Linked DNA regions of Mus musculus: region 2 is linked to region 1. Evidence: chromatin contacts called from public promoter capture Hi-C data. All regions are on one chromosome and are shown on one strand. Each heading gives the region's core, a stretch centred on a gene start, on an enhancer-like site or on the middle of the called end of the contact. The rest is flanking DNA. Distances are from core to core; before and after follow the strand shown.

What was found. Capture Hi-C pulls out chosen DNA fragments and counts their contacts.
Region 2: a contact with region 1 is called in a promoter capture Hi-C map of liver. The contact joins the promoter of Usp42 here to the promoter of Daglb in region 1. A contact is called at or near these places in 4 of 39 promoter capture datasets (the C10 cell line, the HPC-7 cell line, cranial neural crest and 1 more), 3 of 484 Hi-C or Micro-C datasets (all in embryonic stem cells), 5 of 115 datasets of contacts at active chromatin or transcription factors (the 230-238 cell line, effector CD8 T cells, large pre-B cells and 2 more) and 4 of 9 other capture datasets (adipose tissue, embryonic stem cells, liver and 1 more).

Annotation. Positions count from the first base shown.
Region 1 is chr5:143,462,079-143,467,941 of GRCm38.p6, forward strand. Daglb (diacylglycerol lipase, beta) reads left to right here and starts at 2,415. Exons shown (of 15, transcript NM_144915.3): 1 at 2,415-2,698; 2 at 4,875-5,026. The coding sequence starts at 2,604.
Region 2 is chr5:143,729,592-143,735,454 of GRCm38.p6, forward strand. It overlaps Usp42 (ubiquitin specific peptidase 42), which reads right to left and starts at 2,689. Exons shown (of 18, transcript NM_029749.2): 1 at 2,572-2,689. It overlaps Gm38737 (a long non-coding RNA gene), which reads left to right and starts at 2,864. Exons shown (of 3, transcript XR_868672.3): 1 at 2,864-4,261; 2 at 4,963-5,116; 3 at 5,467-5,840.

The sequences.
Region 1 (5,863 bases), core at 1,165-3,664:
CATTGCTTTCATTCTGTTTTATAAAAATTTTAATTTTTTTTAAGGCTTGTAAATTTTTTTCTAAGGCGCTGTTTATTGAAAAGACACAGCAAACCCAAATGCTTATTAGGACAGGAGTGAAGCTTAACAATGCAATAATTATAACTGGCAAGGTGTCAATTTTCTCTAGATTCATCCCTTTTGAAGTGCTCAAAATAGTCTTACGTAAAGTCCAGAAAGTCTTTATAGTGTTTATCATCTTTATCTGTCTTTTTTTTTTTTTCTCCCCAAACTGCCAACTTCCAACCCTAATACCTAATCTCAAGTTTTCTGTGCCTTTGTCTCCCTTTGGTTCAACTCAGGACTCTGTAGTGGTTTCTGATTTTTTTTTTTTTAAGGTATATGGCTTTTGTGCTCCCAAGCTGGTGTTGTTCTGTCTCCTATGCTTGTCTGTTAGGGACATTTTCCTATTGGAAAAAGAATGGTGCGAGCTCAGCACTGAGGCCCTGGTGTGGTTAGCCCAGGGTTTGAGCCCTAGCTGCAGCCAGCAAGGCAGCGTTCGTACCAATTGTAGGCTCCAGACATGAGGTGTGGGCGGCTGGGGGAGAGAGAGTTGGGCTTGGTGGCCTGGTTTCCCAAGCCTGTGATACCCAGATCAGATCTCTATGCCAATAAGAAATGTTCATTGGAAATCCAGCCACTGTGTTTAGGGCTGTGTCCCAGCATGCAGTTGGGCCTTGTGCTGAGAGGGAGTCTCAGATAGTTTGGTTCTATGCCCAGTATCAGGTTTGTCAAAATGTAGTACAAGCAATTTGAGCTTATCCCCAACTAGCTTACAAATAAATGAGACTCAGACTATAGTTATTTTATTTGGCTTTGACAATTACTAGGAGGTAACCCCTAATCTACTCTTTTAACTACTGGCCTGGCTACCTTCCCAGCAGTGTACCCCAGATTCTTGCTGTTTCTTCTGACTGTGTGCTCATGGCTCCTCTCTCCTCTTTGCAGCTTCTTCCCCTCACTTCCCCCTCCCTTTCCTGTTCTTCCTCTTCCTCCCTCCCCCAAAACCAGGTCACTCCAAACCTAGGTTACCTCTAATTCCTCCAGCAATTGACTGTAGCCAATTTTATTTAATCAGTAGTTTTAAATCAAGGAACAAGGTTTGCACAACAAAAATTTGTAAGTAGAAGACCTAGACCTGTGGGTGTAGAATTTAGCATGACAACACCAAATCTCAACAACCCTCAATTTCTAACCCTTTTGTCTCCACCTCCCAACACCTGTCCCACCACTTCTGGTTTACACAGTAGCTAGGATTGGAAACCAAGGCTTTGTGCATGCCAGGCACAGTACTCTGCCAACTTAGTTACATCCCCATCCTCAGGATGGACATTTTCACAAATCCCGCATCTTCTCAGCTAATTATAAGTCCAGATCTTAAAACTAAACCCCTTGCCTGACACCATCTCTGTTGATCAGCTTGTCTGGCAGCAGGCAGACTTGGGCCAGGGAGTGATTAAGCACCATAAAGAAACCAGAGTTAGGAAAAGGGCTAAGGAGACGGCTCAGGAGTTAAAGCACTTGCTATACTAGTGTGAGGACTAAAGTTCAGATTCCCAGAAACTCAGGAAAGTGCAGGATGGGTGTGGTAGCACACCTGTTATTACAGCCTGGTACGGGGGAAATCAGAAGATCTCCGCAGCAAGCTGGCTCGCAGGACCAGCCGGCTCACCGAGCTTTGTGTTTGATTGAGAGAACCTGCCTCAGCAAGGTGGAAGAGCTGGGTACAGTTCTTGATAACATCCTCAGACCCCCACATGCATGAGCACATGTATACAGGCACCTACATACGTGCGCCCCACCACACATGCAAAAACACGCGCACACACACATGCACACCACCGACACTAAAAATCTGGGGAGCTAAAATGTGTGTGGGAGTACAGCAGGTAGATGATGAGGGAACACAGACACTAATTAGAGGCTTTTGATGTAAGACTCCGCTAGAAAAGTCTCTGGAAAGGATTAACATGCACTTTACGCCGAAGCACAGACTTGCAAGTCTTAGACATAATTTAGACCAGGTCTGATGGTTCTCCTCGGTCACCAGGGGGACCGTGGGGAAGAATGGGAACTAGCATTAGTGAGACCAGGCAGGGGAAGGGATGAAGATGGATAAAGCACGGTGTGTGTGGAGAGAGAGAGAAGAGGAATGGAGGTGCTAAAAGGCGTACAGTAAAGTCATCCCAAGCTAGAAAGATTCAGAGACCCAGACCTACGTCCTAGCTTCACTATTCATAGGCGCGGCTCTCTAGGGAGAGCATTCTCTCCAGATCTTTTTAAATCCTCAGTCTATTAAACAGAAATGACCACACCGGAATGGACTTCATACGCCACCGACCGGCACTTAACAGCCAGCAGCTGACTTCCGGGTCAGGGGACCTGGGAAGGAGGCAAAGACAGCAAAGTGCGCGTCTCTTGTGGGCGCGCTCCGGACTCGGGCCGGAGGCGCATGCGCGGGTCTTTACGTAGGCTTGCGCCTTGGCGCTGCTGGGGACCCCCTCCAGACACGCGCGGAGTCAGAAGGGTGCGCGCGGCTTAGGCGGCGCGGTGGGAGGTGCGCCATGCCGGGGATGGTGCTGTTCGGCCGGCGCTGGTCTCTAGCCAGCGACGACTTGGTGTTCCCCGGGTCTTTTGAGCTGTTCCTGCGTGTGCTGTGGTAAGTGAGGCCGCCGTGAGGGTGGGAGGCGCGCTGGTTAAGGCGACAAAAGTCGTGCCTTCTTGGTGCTTAAGGGGCAACCGCGCCCCCGGAGCACAATCTGTCTGCACCTAGGATATAGAGGCAGTCGCTCTGTGTATTTGACAGGGTCCGGGACCTTCAGCTCTGCAGGGTAGGAGCCGAGCCCTAGGGTGCAGCGCCGAGCCCTAGCCTCGAGAGCGTGAGGGAAATGTGAGCATCTAAAAACCATAGCCCCCAGGTCTCTCCTTCCTGAAGCCCGCGGCTCCGGAACTTTGGATCACACCTGTCCTTTTTCTTGCTGGGAGGGTATCAAAGTCCCTGTCAATGCAAAACAATAATCTGGGAAATAGCAATTTCGGAGCAATTCATAGAAACCAGGATAATAGGCCGGTTTTGCAAAATGCAGCTAGGCTCAGTGGGAAACGGCACCGGTGGGTGAAGTCAGCCCCTGGCACGCCTGCCGACGAGGAATAACGTTCTTAGAAAAAAAGCATTCTCAAGAGGTAAAGGAATAGGAGCAGCAAAGCCCTTTCTAGACAGGCCGGGTTTTTCTCAGATCGTTTTTAGTCTGAAACTCCTGACACGGAGCTCTGGTGTTTGGACAGAAAAAGTTATCTAGGGGCTGAAGGTGTAACAGTTCCTTTTGGTAGAGTACTCACCTAACATGAAGGAGGCCCTTGTGTGCACGGGATCCCCAGCACCACACAGAACTGATAGTGGCGGCTCTCACCTGTAAATCCCAGGACTAGGGGGTGGTGTAAGAGCATCTGCGGAGAGCATCTGCGGTTCACAGTCATCCTTGGATATACAGTGAGTCATAGGGGAGTTGCACAAGACCCTCCCTCAAAAAAAAAAAAAAAAAAGAGGTGCGGGGGGAGGGGTGGTACGGGGACAGAAAAGTTATCTAGACCAATCTTACCTTTATTTTTTCCCCTCTAGTGCTTGAGCCCGGGCTTCACGTATGCTAGGCTTTGAGTTAAATCCTCCCCACCTCAGATGACACCTCTTAGGGCTTTGGAATGTCAATCTTTAATTGGACCATCTTGGGCAGCAGGGGAGCTCAGATGGGTAAAGGTGCTTGCCGCCAAGCCTGATGACCTAAATTGTTATCTCCGGGACCCACATGGTAGGAGGAGAACTGGCTCCTTTAAGTTGCTCTCTGACCTCCCTCCGAAGGTGTGGGATGGCATAGTCTTCCTCAAATAAATAGATATAGTTTTTTAAAAAGGTGGACGTTCTTGCTAAGCGGGTCTGTTTGCTGCTGAAGTCCCTCCAGGGGGATTCAGTGGCTCCATTCCCTCTGGAGATTCATGCTATCGTTGTTCACCGCCGAGTTACAAAATACAGTCAAGAGGCCATAGGACTTCTCCTTTTGTGTTTATTTGTATCTACCCTGATACGTTATTTTCATAATTTGCTTCCTGCTTGCTTGGTTTTGAATTACAGTTGGCTACAATGTGTGTTTACTGAACGTTAAAGTACACACACATACATACAAATCCTGATATTAATTCAGCAAGTGTAAGTTCGTTTAGCAACCACGTGATTCTAAGTCACGGTGGGTGTTTTCCTGGGGAACCCTAGCTTGTCTAGGTTTCGATTTTTGACAGGGTCTCCTACATCTCTTGCTTGCCTTAAAGCCCATTATGAGGTGTGGGACGATCTCGAAGTTCTCATCCTCCTGTCTCCACTTCCCCTGTCCTGGGATTACAGGACTTAGTTTATGTAGCACTCTTAACACTTAATGTAGCACTTAACATTTAATGTAGCATTCATTGAACCTAAGGGCTCCTGCATGCCTGGTAAACACTACCCACTGAGCAGTAGCTCCAGCTTGTTTGCATTTGAAGTGGGGGCTCCTTGTGCAGCTTAGGGTGGCCTGGAACTCATCTATAGCCCAGGTTCGTGTAGCCTCTAATTTATGATCCTCCTGCCCTCTGCCTCTGCCTCTCTGGTGCCATGCCCAGTACATGGCTCACAGAAAATACAGATTAAGAACAGAAAGCCACATGTGTGTTAACAGTCTGCCTCTGGATAGACTTTTTATTGATGCAGATTACATCTTCTTTTGAACCTTAACCCTGATTGGAGAGTATTAACTCCCTGTATTTCCTCCTAGCGTGTTTTATGAACCCACGTTCTTCTCTGCGCACAGGTGGATTGTCAGTCTGACGTTGTATCTCACGCACAGAAGGAGGCTGGACTGTCCCGGTGGAGTCTTGCTCAGCACGTACCTGATAGTCCTCCTTGTTCTCCTGGCAGTTATTATATGCACCGTGTTGGCCATCGTGTGTGTCAGCATGAGAGGTAAAGAGACACACTTTCTGTGTGAAACCCGCTCTGTATCTTAACAGCCATACTGCGCTACCATTTGTGTACGGTACAGTAGTCTTGTTTTGGCTTCTGAAATGTGTGCGTGCGCACACGAATATGTGCATCCGAGTGCCTACTGTGGTCAGGAGAGAGCTCTGGATTGGGATCGCCTGGACCTAGATTACAGGTGGTAGTGAACCACACCACACAGGTGCTGAGAGCCTAACTTGAGTCCTCCTGGAAAGTGGCAGGTGCGCCTCCCCACTGAGCCGCCTTCCCACTGAGCCGCCTCCCCAGCCCCACACAGCTTCTCACTGTTTCCATAGTTGAAAGCCTATCACTACAGTGGACGTGGGAACGTTTTTCTTATCTCTCTGTGTGTGTGTGTGTGTGTGTGTGTGTGTGTGTGTAAGCCAGAGGGTGATGTCATTGGCTGCCTTCCTGGATCACTCTCCTCCTTATTTGAGGTAGGGTGTTGTCAGAATTCCTTTCCTAGGGCAATGTTAATCCCTCCTCCTAAGTTCCCAACAACAAACCGAGGCATATTTTGTGTTTTCTTCTGGGTGGGGCTGTCTCCACTCATGGCCAGGATGAGCAGGCACACAGGTGCTCCTGGAGAAGCTGATGTCTTCCTACCCCTGCTAATCCAGTGTTAGCCGGTATACAGGTCCTTCCAGTCCATCCAGCTTGAACTGGGTTTTCTGTTACTTAGGACTTGAGCCGTTCTCACTGGAACCCAAAGCAGTATCTTAAGAAACCGTATTAAACGGAGCGTGACAGTGCAGGCCTAGTTATCACAGCTTCTCAGGGGACAAAGATGGGAGGACCTCA
Region 2 (5,863 bases), core at 1,439-3,938, 270 kb after region 1:
AATGAATGAAATCGTGCAAACAGGAAGTTACTAGTGTTTGCTTGTAGCACCAGCTTGTGCTTAGGGATTTATATATGGCATCTCATTTAATTCTTTAAAACCTCTGAATTAAAGGGAGTACCTCTAAAACTTGGCCTTTAAAAAGTTCACCCCTTTTAAAGTACAAAGGGTAATAAAATCCTTGTGTACTTCAGTGAACAGATGTCCCCATGTTGGTGCTTACAGTCAAGTTGTTCCTTAAAAGTTTCAACCTTCTTGTTTACAATTTTTAATTCAAGTGAAGTTACAACCTTAACAATGTAGGGGCAGTTACATAAAATCAGAAAGTCAATAACTTGAATACTTAATCAAATGAAGATAAATCACCTTCAGTCACAAGAAAATTTGGGCCTACTAGCCAAATAAAGTTTATATATTTCTCATGCTACAGGCAAAAGAAATTCTATATACACATACAGACACACACACGTGCACACACACACAGTGTATTGATGGAAAAAAAGGAACAGGAGGGAGAGTTAGGGGAAGGAGACAAAACTCCGTAATAAGGAAAGGCTAGTCTATCCTTACTTAAAATAACATTTATAGTAAAACCCCTTGATTTTCCTGGGACAAGCAACCTTTCCATACAATGATTAACAACCAACCAAACAAAACACCGTACTCATTCTAGCAAAGATGCTGTGATAGGCTTAGGAGATAAATATTAAGGAAAACACAACTCAAGTCATCAGAAATATGTCATTGTTTTGATTCTGGCAAGAATAACAGAACCCATCTATCTTCTTCACTTGGATATTCAGCCAATGAATATCACCTTAAAGTCACCAGGGATCAAACTAAACTCCACCTATAAGAGCCAACCTTTCTTAAAACCCAGCTATATTGTGTAAGACAGGTTCATATGGCTCCTGTTTTTAGTCTAAGTGAAGCGTCTGACAGTTAGTGTTCAAAACGGCCTGTGAATGGTAACTACTTACTCAAAGCCCAGCCAGTCCCAACACCTTTTCATGATATACAAAGTTACAACAGTCCATTTTGAAACCTGACCAGGGACCAAAGCTGAATAAATGTGCAAGACTAATTACTTGCTTAGGTCTCTTTTACGATAAGTAAATGCCAGGCTACATTTATCTTTCTCATTTTAAGAAAGAATATCACTATGTACACATTGTGTCCCCCCACATACACTGAAGAAATAAGGTCAACGCATTAAAAAAAACCTGTTATGCGAACTCTTCATAAACAGTATTATACAAGTTCTGGTAACATTTCAGTTTTAAGAAACTTTAAAAAAAGACACCACTTGGTTTTTAATTGTATTTTGGTAAACAGAATGATTAGCCGTAAAACTCTGCAAACCAAGTACTTACTGTAGTCTTGAATCAATGATTACAGAAAAGAAAGTGAAACTGTCCCTGAGTAAAAACAAATAAGTGTAACTCATTATTCACAGACCTAAGCATCTGAATGAGTGACATGGTAAAAGCAGAACGTTTAAAATGCATGCTTTGAAGAAAAGTTCTCCTCCATAAACAGCTGTGCGAACCTGGATCCGGTTGTTACTTTGTAAAAGGGGCGTTAACTAGTTTCCCCGACACTTTTTGTTACTTGAGTGTATTTACTTGAAAGAACCACAAACAAGCAAGTCCTAAGGCCTTCAGATATAAAAGAGCTATTCAACAAAAGTAATCTCAACTGTATTCTAGGGAGGTTAAAGTCCTAGATTGTAAAACTTTGGTCCCGTCAAATTTTCATTTCAAACATCTGAATCTGATCCCTCCCACCCGCCCTTTCCTCCAGGTAAGTTGGTTCTCTGTGCCCCAAAAGATAAAGAGCCTGGGGGAGGAAGGCACACTCGCTTTTTCGGAGGGGAAAGAGCTACGGGGCTCCTCCCCCCCACCCCAACACCCCCGGCTGTCCGCCTCTCTTGCGGGTGTCCGCTCCGCTACGGCGTGGGCAACTCGGGTGTTCTGCTGAGGAGCCTAGTGGACTGCGCCCGGGTGGGAAAGTTTGTCGGGGTGGGGTGGGGGCGGGGAGGCCAGCCCGGAGCTCCGAGGGGCGCCCTGGAGCCGGAGGTGGCAGCCACGCGGGGGGGCGGCGGGCGGGCCCCGGACGCCGGCTACGCCGGCTACACTGTCCCGGCGTGCACACGCCCACCCCGGCAGCTCCAAACGCGCCGGGCGGCCCGGTAGCTGCCGGCCGCCCGAGCAGCGGACCGAGGGGGCGGGCTGGGGCCGGTGGGGGTGGGAGCGCTGTGGCCATGGCAACCAGGGGGGTCCGGCCCTTCCGTGCAACCCCGGCGCTGCCTTCGCTGCGAGCCCGCCCGCCGTGGCCACCGCCTCCTGCTCTGCGGGCCTGGCCCGGCCGGGCGGCGGCAGCGCCAGTCCCGCAGCCGTGGGGTCCCCGGGCCGCCCGGCGGCTGTAGAGGGGGCGGCGGGCGAGGGGCCGCGCTAGTCCCGGCGGGCCGCGGCCGGCTGAAGGCGGCGGGGCGGCTGAGGCCGCGAACCAGGGACACGCGGCCCGGCCCCACGCCGGCCTGCAGCGGGCGGGAAGGAGGCGGGAGCTTACCTGACCCGGCTCGGCACTCGCTCCATCCCCCTCGGCCGCCGCCGCCGCCGCCGCCGCACACAGCCCAGCCGCCCGGCGGGGGACAATGACGTGCCTCCATCCGGGCACCGCCGCCGCCGCCTCCGGGTCAGCGCCGCACCCGCAGCTTGCCGGCCGGGCCGCCAGGGGGCGCACCAGGGCCGCGCCCGCACGCGCCGCCGCCACGGCCTCCGCCGCCCAGGGGCCGTCGCGCAAGAGGCGCGGCGCGCAGCTAACGGGCCGGGCAAACGCGGGAGGGGCCGTCGCCCAAGGGCGGCGGGGCGCGGGCTGGCCTCACGCGTCAGCTAAGCGCCGGGCTCCGCCGGAGAAAGCACACTGATTGGTCCGACGCCCTGATTGGCGGGATGCACTGATTGGCTGGGTGTCCGGCAGCAGGGCGGGGAGGGGCCGCTTCCGTTCAGAGTTCCCGGAGTGGCCCGGGTTGGGGCCCTAAAGCCAGTACACCTGAGCTCCCATCCCGGGAGACTCATGCCTCTCCTACGCGTGGCCCTGCGGACTACGGTGGCGAGGCCACTGGGCTCTGCGATCCACGGGCCCTCACCGCGATGGGGCCTCCGCTGTCTCTACCTTACGTAGCCCTGCCAGGCTAAAGAGCAGACCATGCACCCCCCTCAACGTCTCACTTCAAGTCTTAGCTCTCCAGATTGAGGCAACTGCGCCCCAGTCCTACAGTCATGCTTCTTGTTACTTCCTGGATCCTGAGGCTGGACAAAGTAGTTCATCCTTGTATTCTCTCCCCTCCAGCGCCTGCCTGTGGTACCCATTTAGTACACACCCCTGAAGAGCATTCACTGCTGATCAAAACCTTTCACCCCCTAGACCACCAGTTCACTACACCCTACTGACCTAAAGAGCTGTGGTCCTGCCCACCACCCACTTGCCTTCTCTCTCACTAAGCCTAGTCTAACTGACTCCTCCAGCACTCCACTCTGGTTTCACTATACTCTTGTGGACACAGTTTTTTGTTTTATTTTAAAACACAGATCAGAAGAAGAAGCTAAGCTCTTTAGCTTGGGCATTAAAAGTCCCATTTTAATGATTCCCAGTACAGGTGAGTCTGAGACAGGAGAATCACAAGTTTGAAGACACCCTGTGCTACAGAAGGACTCCCAGTCTCAAAACAAAACACCCAACTCCATATTTCCTTTTTCCTTTCATTTATTCCAGCCACAGCATGCTATGTTAAGCTTTTAACATTATAAAGAGGTCAGGAGCCTATACCTACTCATGCTACCAACTTCATTACAGTCCCTATAGGTTGGCTATAAAATGTCTATTGAGTATTTGGAGCAAAAAACTCAAGTACTTTGAGGAATTAAAAAGGAGAAAGAGAATCCTAGTTGCTCACATTTCAGCATCTCCTGTCAAAATTAACACCACAACTTTTTTCTTTACAAAAAATGGTTATGGAATTTCACCACTGTAGACCATTATTAAGAGATTTGCAAAAGGTAAAATAACCCATGTCTGTGATCCTAGAATTCAGCAGCTTAGGCAGAAGGATTGCCATGAGTTCAAGCCAGCCTGGACTACAGAGTAAAATCCTGTCTGTAATCCAGGTCAGCCAAGACTATAGACTGAGACCCCATCTCAAGGAAAATGACCAATTTGTGCGACTAGAACTACCTGCTCAGTACTTTGCCTTTTCCAGGTAATTAAATTCAAATGCTGAGGAACTGAGGGACTAGTTATCTAGCTAAACGTTATGGTATTTCAGAACACTTCCCTTTGAGGTCCCAGAAGTTTACCCCGCCCCTGTTGGGATTTATTAAGAATGGGGTTTGGTGTTTGTTTTTAGAGGCAGGGTCTTATTCTGTATAATGGCTTTAAACTCTACAACCTCTGCCTCAATCTGCAAGTGCTGGGCTTACAGATTTAAATGAGGGAAGAAAGAGAATTTGGCCCCAGTGGACAAAACATTCTCAAATGGCCCTCACTTCTGCTTTGATTTTACACAAAGTTTGATGTTCTTTAATTCAGGTCACCTTAACAATTTGACTATAAAAGCATTTTGTGTGTGTGTGTGCGTGTGTGTGATATGTCTGAGTGTGTGTATGTCAAAAACAGGTCAACATCAAGTGGTTTTTTTTTTCAACTGCTACCATATTTGTGTAGTATGTGTATGGACACACTTGCAGGTGTGCATGCTCATTAGGAAGTCAACTGTTAATAGCTCTCATATTTCCTCTGTGTGTGTGTGTGTGTGTGTGTGTGTATGTGTGTGTGTAGAACAGAGGTTAACATTTGGCATCTTCGTGTGTCACACTGAACTGAGAGCTTGGTTAGATGGCATCCATCAAACCCCTGAGATCCACATGTCCTGTGCTATGTCCCCTCTCTACTCCCTGGAAGTGGAAGGGCAAGACAGCATCTACAGAAGACCACTGCAACTATGCCTGAAACACTGTTCCCGCCGAGAGCACTTCAGGTCGTCTGCTGTGGCCTTGGAAAGTAGCTCTCCCAAAGCACAGAGTGCATTCTAGAAGATCGTGCAGACATCTCAGAGGTAAGAGAATTGCCCCCTTGCAATTCTTACCATAGCCACCACTCTAAGCAATAGAGGTATGCCATGGCCGGATCATTCCTTCTCTGACAGCAGGCTTTTTTGAGAAAGGGTATCATATAGTCCTGGCTGGCCTAAAACTAGCTGTGTACCTGACTTTGAACCACAGATCCTCCTGCACCAGTCTCAGGAGAACTGAGATAACTGGGGTGTACAAACATGTACACCATCTGTAGGGTGTGTGTGTGTGTGTGTGTGTGTGTGTGTGTGTATGCATGCCAGAGGAGAACTTCAGGCATCACTAGATCCTGTTTTGTTTTGTTTTGTATTGTGTTGTTTTGTTTTTGAGACAGTGACTTTCACTGGCCTGGAACATGCCAAGAAGGCTAGACTCATTGGCGATAAAGGCTTTACCACCTCAGACCTAGGCAAGCAAGTCCATGTCACCACAGCTGCATATGAGTTATGGCCATCTATCTCAGTTCTTACTGCTTGGCAGAACTTTACTGGAGGATCGGTGGACAGATCAGTGAAATGGCTAAGTAGTTTGAAAAGGCGCTTGCTGAAAGCCTCAGGGCCTGAGTTAGATTTCTGGGACCAACTTAGAAGAAGGAGAGAACTAATCTCCTCCAGTTGTCCTGTGATCTCCGCCACAAGCATGCTGCAGCAGATGTGCAACACCCCCAACACCAAATAAATGTAAAACTGTTTCAATAAAGGACCCATCTCCTTCATCCACGGTTACATTTC